Regions from separate parts of the Macaca mulatta genome. Here region 1 is linked to region 2. The links are chromatin contacts, called in public Hi-C maps. All regions are on one chromosome and are shown on one strand. The core of a region is the stretch at or near the end of the contact, and the rest is flanking DNA. Distances in the headings are between cores, read along the strand shown.

Region 1 (2,943 bases), core at 358-2,857, 58 kb after region 2:
GAAACAGGTTTTGCACAGATACGATTTTACAAGTCTGTGCCCTGTCTGTGAAAGACATAGTAAGTGCTTGATCTGGTGCTTGATGCAGTACTCAAATGTGTGTTTGGGAAGCTAAGCATGAAAGCGATGAGGTGACTTAACACAGGAATTTTTTTCATTTAAAATTCTTACCTTGTGTCATACTTACTGTGTGTATATCTCATCATACCTGCGGCTCACCTCCACTTAGCTACCTTACAGCAGGGGGTGGTCCTGATTTATCTCTTTGTCCTTGCTGTGCCCAGAACAAGACCTAAATAATAGGTGCTCTCCAAGTGCTAAAACAGATCTGTATGTGAAACAGTTGCTACATTCTTACAGATCTGAATAGAACAATTCCAAAGGAGGAAAGGGACGTCTAGAGTTACCTCTATCTGAGCATCCCCGGTGTTCACTCAGTTGGAGGTTGGGTTCTGTGTGGAGAAAAGGAGATTGGTCAGGGAAAGCAAGTCTATTACTAACTACTACATTCTAATTGCCCTGCTCAGTCCAAGGTCCCAGATGCTCTCTTTCTAACATTGAGTTCTAAGTTCCTGGCCCTGTGTCCTTTAATCAAACAGTTCTAATAGAGAATAGGAAATGAGAGATGCCACTAGATTGGGCAGACAGATGTGCCTGATTAGGGACTGCAAGAGCAAAGAGTGGCCAATGAGTGCCTACTAAGTTTTAAACCCTAGCCTAGGAGTTGGGCTTTACAGCAGCGAAGACAACAGACGAAAATCTTCGCCTTCATAGTGTTTAAATTCTGCACGGTGGGAAGCGGAGAATAAACAAGCACGGTAGATAATATGTCAGATAGTGTTCAGTGTTAAGAAGAAAAGGAATGGCCAAGTAAAGTGTTTCAGAGAAGATAACATTTGAATGAAATAATGAAGTGAAGCCGGGCGCAGTGGCTCACGCCTGTAATCCCAGCACTTTGGGAGGCTGAGGTGGGTGGATCACCTGAGGTCAGTAGTTCGAGACCAGCCTGGCTACCCAGACTGGCCAACAAGGTAAAACCCCGTCTCTACTAAAAATACAAAAATTAGCCGGATGTGGTGGTGCATGCCTGTAATCCCAGCTACACGGGAGGCTGAGGCAGGAGAATCGCTTGAACCCAGGAGGCCAAGGCTGCAGTGAGCCAAGATAGCGCCACTGCATTCCAGCCTAGGCGACAGAGCGAGACTCCGTCTCAACAAAAGAAGTGAGAGAAAGTAGTATGTTATGTACCATAATTGTCATATCAATCATATATGTATAGATTCTGGTTATTTGTAGGCAGTTTGTCTCAATCTAGCCTACTCATAGCTCAGGAAGAAATAATGAAAGAGCTTCGCCAGGTAATTTGGGAAGTTGAAAGGAGTCCGGGCCTCTAAAACCAGGCAGAAAATAACACTATCTTATCCTTAATTCTGTGTTTCACAGGCGAAAGGGGAAAAATACCCAAAACAGAAACTCAAAGCTTCCTGGCCCTTTAAAAATGGCGGTTCCGCACTGGCCAACAATACCATTGGTTGCCCGAGGCAGAAGAGGGCAGGAACGAAGGGGTGGAGGGCGTGGCGGCGCCGAGGGGTCCCGCCTCCTACGGCAAGTCGGAGGTAGCAAGATGGCGGCCGCTGAGGAAGACTGTGGTGTCGGGGCAGAAGCAGACAGGGAATTGGAGGAGCTTCTGGAAAGTAAGAGCCCATAGTGGGAAAGGCCCGAAGAGGGCAGTTGTGAGGACCCATTCCGGGCGTTAAGTGAACCTGAGATATTAGGGACAGGGCGGGAGAGGATCTCCAAAGGTTAAATGGGGGCGGAGAGTCTGACCGCGAGCCCCCCAAAAATCTCTGGGTCATCCTGCCCCACCTCCGCGACTGGAGCTGGGGAACTCACCTGGGGTCCCCCAGTGGTCCAGATTGTGGATGTTTCCGCAGGACGGCGTTTCATGATACCTCTCCAAACTCCTCTTTCTTTAGGTTACTAAGTTCTTAAAGTCCGACTTCAGCAGCAGCAGCAGCAGCATTTGGTTCTTGTTGGGTAGCGAACCACGCACTCACTGATTGCTTACATTAACTCCTAGCAAGCTCGTGGCCCATGCTGCTGCGCCTCGTCCTGCCTTCCTTGACATGAAAGACACTTTTTTCCTCGTAGTCCTTTTCTCTTTCTCTCGTTAGGCCCCTTAACAGTTCTTTCATCTTGTTAGTAGCTCAAGCGGACTCCTTTCCCTTATTTTGAGAAACTGAGGATGTGGCGATTTCAGGGGAAAGCAGTTCACCCTCCTGAAAGACGGTGGATGTTTTCTTAGCATTACTGTCCACTCCCCTGTTGGCTTCCTGCCCAGAGTGGGGCCAGTGCTCTCTCCCTGGGCCTGGCAAGCAGAATGGTGGTGAGGACACAGGCTTTTCAGGGCAGAGGTGAATTTGTAATCTCTTGCTCAATCACAGAGATGTGGGCAGGCAGAAGAATGAACAGAAACGCTGAGGAGTGCCAAGTGACTGTAAATTAGCCTACGGTTATCTGCAAAGATCAGACCAAAAGGAGCTCTAGGAGGTTGTGGGAGAGCACTAAACTGGAGAATAAGAGAAGATAGTTTAATGCCTTACCATGGAATGTAGTATGTGGTCCCTCAGTCTGTGCTGGTACCAGTACCAACAGGAAGCTGGGTGGGATGTCATGTGCCTTCTCACCAAGTTATTCCTTTTAGAGCTCCAGAGTGAGTTCAGAGGGATGAGGACATCTGTGTTCTCTACTCCTGTTGGGTATTTATTTGTATGGGATTTCTAGGGAATCATTAGGTTGTGGCAAGGGAGACACTATAGATGGAGATGTCTCTGCAGAAATTTTTAATCCTCTCCTCCCAGCTCTGAGATGGATACTTGTTCCACCGTCAGGGATTTCTTGCCTTTGCTCACAATAAATTAGGTAATCTGGAAGGAAGTAGGA
Region 2 (2,896 bases), core at 95-2,594:
CATTATTCTTACTTCTTGCGCACATTATTGTAACAGATACATGCTCTACATGGCACTCAGCTATGTGCCTCAAAGGGTTATTAAAAAGTCCATGTAGCGCCATTGACAGTGACACTAAAAGAGAGAAAACTTGGTCAAAGGAAAGGTGTTTGACCTTAGATTTGCCAAATTCTGGTTGCACAGGTGATCACACTTCTGCTTGTATATCCTGTATGTATATTACTAACCGGTTAATACAAAGGTGCTGGGCTAAGAAAACTTTCTGAGACACTTTTCCAAGAGTGTGAATAGAATTGAGAGAAACCTTATGACATACACTGGTCAGTTAATTTAACATCAGTAGGTCATTTGTGTGCCCACAGTGTGGGGCAGCTGTAGTTTCTCCTTTGAGGATCTTTAAAAACAATGTGAACTAGGGGAAGGCACAGTCATAGTTATATACAGACATTTGCATTTTAGGGCGTGACCAACTAAAAAGCCATGTATCAGTAAATAAACGCGTATAAGCAAACAGTCAAGTATATTATAAATGCCAAAAGTTCCTTGAATCGTTACTTCACGGTTTGGACAGTTAAGAGTACCCATATCCTACCTTATTCTTGCTTTACTGATTAAAAAAACAAAAACAAAAACAAAACCTGAGGCAAGGCAGAGGGACACAGACTTTGGGTGTAACCAATAGAGGAAGAAATAAGAAATCTACCTTTTAAGCGCCGCACAGCACCCACAGAACAAGATTGCTTTCGTCTCAAAAAGTCTAAACGCGGGGAAGAAAGCTAACTTTCACACCTGTTTCTTTCGACTGTGGGGTGGGTGGCTGGGGTTGTGGGAAAAACGAGGCATCTGGACAAAGTGGGAGAGGGTCGAGTTCGAAGTCCAGGAAGAGGCCTAGAGAAGGGAGTGAAGCGACACGACATGCTGCGGGGGAGAAGGGACCTTTAGGTCCAGGCAAAGGGGGAACTTCTGTCGTGGGAACGAAAGAGAAAGAGGATTTACAGGGTGGGGGGACAGAGGGGCAGCAGGAACCAGAAGGGAGACAGTGGCGCTCGCGGCTGGGCCGATCCGGAGAGTTCCCTTTAGAGAACGGAGCTCACGGGTGGGGAGGCCTCACCTGCTAGTAGGACGCAGAAAGACAGAAGACGAAGGAGACCCCGACTTCCCGGGTCAGCCCCAGAGCCACCCCCTGCCGTGGCCATCTTGCCTCTCTGCTGAGCGGAAGCCCCCGTTCGGCTCCTGCCGGGTAGCGGCCTCTCTAGGCTACCACTGACACCATCTCTGTGGCCCGGAGCCCAACAGACCGGAAGTTCGTGTTTCCAGGAGCTTCCGGAAACCGCGGCAGAGGGTAGCTGACGTGGAGGCGTCCGAAGGGCAGCAGGGTGTGTCGGGGCTCGGATTAAAACATCGGAGTCGGAGACCTGAGAGATGCTAACCAAATTCGAGACCAAGAGCGCGCGGGTCAAAGGTAGTGGAGAAAAAAAAGGGGAACATGGAGGTTGGATGTCAAGAGCGGCGCAGACACCGGGGAAGAGAAAATGGGTAGACGTGCTGGCCGAAGTGGGCCCACTAGACGGACCCAGAGGAAGACGGAGGGTGGGAGAGAGGTTAGGCCTGGCTAGCGGTTCTCCAGTCCCCTCTTCTTTGGTGTGTCCTTGGGCTTCGATTTACCTATAAAGTGGCTCCCACACTGTAGGTGATTCCTTAGACCACCTCCCTATTCTTTCTTCTCCCTTTCTCTCTTTGCTGTGCTCCCAACTTGTATTGTTCTGCTCCAAAGGCCCTGTGACCTGTTGACTTTTTGATTGTGTTATATGGAGTGGCCCTGGGGCTTGAGTCTCGATCTCTGTTACTTGCACCCGAGTCAGTAGCTTTTTTGGAGACGTGTAGTGGCTACCTCACTTAAGGAGGCCTTGGCTGCAGCATCTCAACATCAGTACCTTCATTCGGCTTTATTCACTACCCGGAAGTAGTACTTTGAGGCTTATAACCCCAATAAAGTCTCAGCTTGATAGGGTTGCCAGATAAAATGCAGGACACCCAGTTAAATTTGAATTTCAGGTAAACAATGAATAGTTTTTTTAGTCTGTCCTTGCTTACCAGAAGTTCAAATATATCTGGGCATCTCGTATTTTTATTTGCTAAGTATGGCGACTCTAGAGCTCGAGTGTGGGTCGTTGGGGGTGGAGGGCAAATACTGAGATCTCAGTATTAACCTCAGAATGTTAAAATGTGAAAGGCAGAGAGAAGTAAGGTCTCCAGAGACCTGGAAAAAATAGTATCTAGAGTATGTAGTAAGATGCAGCGTAACAAAATGGTTAGTCTTTGAAGTGGTTGGTCTTTGAAGTCAGATGGGCTTGCTTTGGAATCCTGAGACATCCACTAACAAGCTGTATGACTTGGGTGACTTAAGGTCTCTAAGTCTCTATTTCCTCATCTGTAAAATAGTCTTTTATAGAAAGAATTAAAATGAGAAAGTATGGAATGTATTTATTACAGCACCTGGTGTAGACTCAGTAGTGCAAAAAGTGGAGGCTGCTCTCAATGTGTGAATATATTCTGAGCAGTTTCTAAGTCTCTTGGGAAACTTGACCTTGAAAGGTGGGTACCATTAAGAATTTCTGAGACCTGTGTAGGTGAAATGGGTCTTCATAATCTTTCAGTTTTCTTTTCTGCTCCTAATTTCTTGCTGGGCAGTAGAGAAGGAAAAACAAAGATGTTGTAATAATTGAGGGCAAACATCCATTGTTGAGTGTACTTATATATCATAATGGAAAAAAAAAAGAGAACCTAATGGAAAAATAGACAATTTAGAAGAAAAATTGTAAATGTTCAATAAATAATTAAAATAGTTCCACCTCACTAGTAATGAAAGAAATGCAAAAAAAAAAAAAGTGAAGTT

Evidence for each region. Hi-C and Micro-C count contacts between places; a contact is called where the count stands out from the background.
Region 1: a contact with region 2 is called in a Hi-C map of blood, with 2.0 times the contacts expected there. The contact joins the promoter of PEX19 here to the promoter of COPA in region 2. A contact is called at or near these places in 4 of 14 Hi-C or Micro-C datasets (blood, cortical neurons and liver).

What each region holds. Positions count from the first base shown.
Region 1 is chr1:106,602,067-106,605,009 of T2T-MMU8v2.0, forward strand. PEX19 (peroxisomal biogenesis factor 19) reads left to right here and starts at 1,608. Exons shown (of 8, transcript XM_077941069.1): 1 at 1,608-1,694. The coding sequence starts at 1,625. LOC114670148 (a long non-coding RNA gene) reads right to left here and starts at 2,384. Exons shown (of 3, transcript XR_003719637.2): 1 at 1,894-2,384; 2 at 408-452.
Region 2 is chr1:106,544,058-106,546,953 of T2T-MMU8v2.0, forward strand. It overlaps COPA (COPI coat complex subunit alpha), which reads left to right and starts at 1,345. Exons shown (of 33, transcript XR_013396053.1): 1 at 1,345-1,462. It overlaps NCSTN (nicastrin), which reads right to left and starts at 1,278. Exons shown (of 17, transcript NM_001260780.1): 1 at 1,112-1,278. The coding sequence starts at 1,196.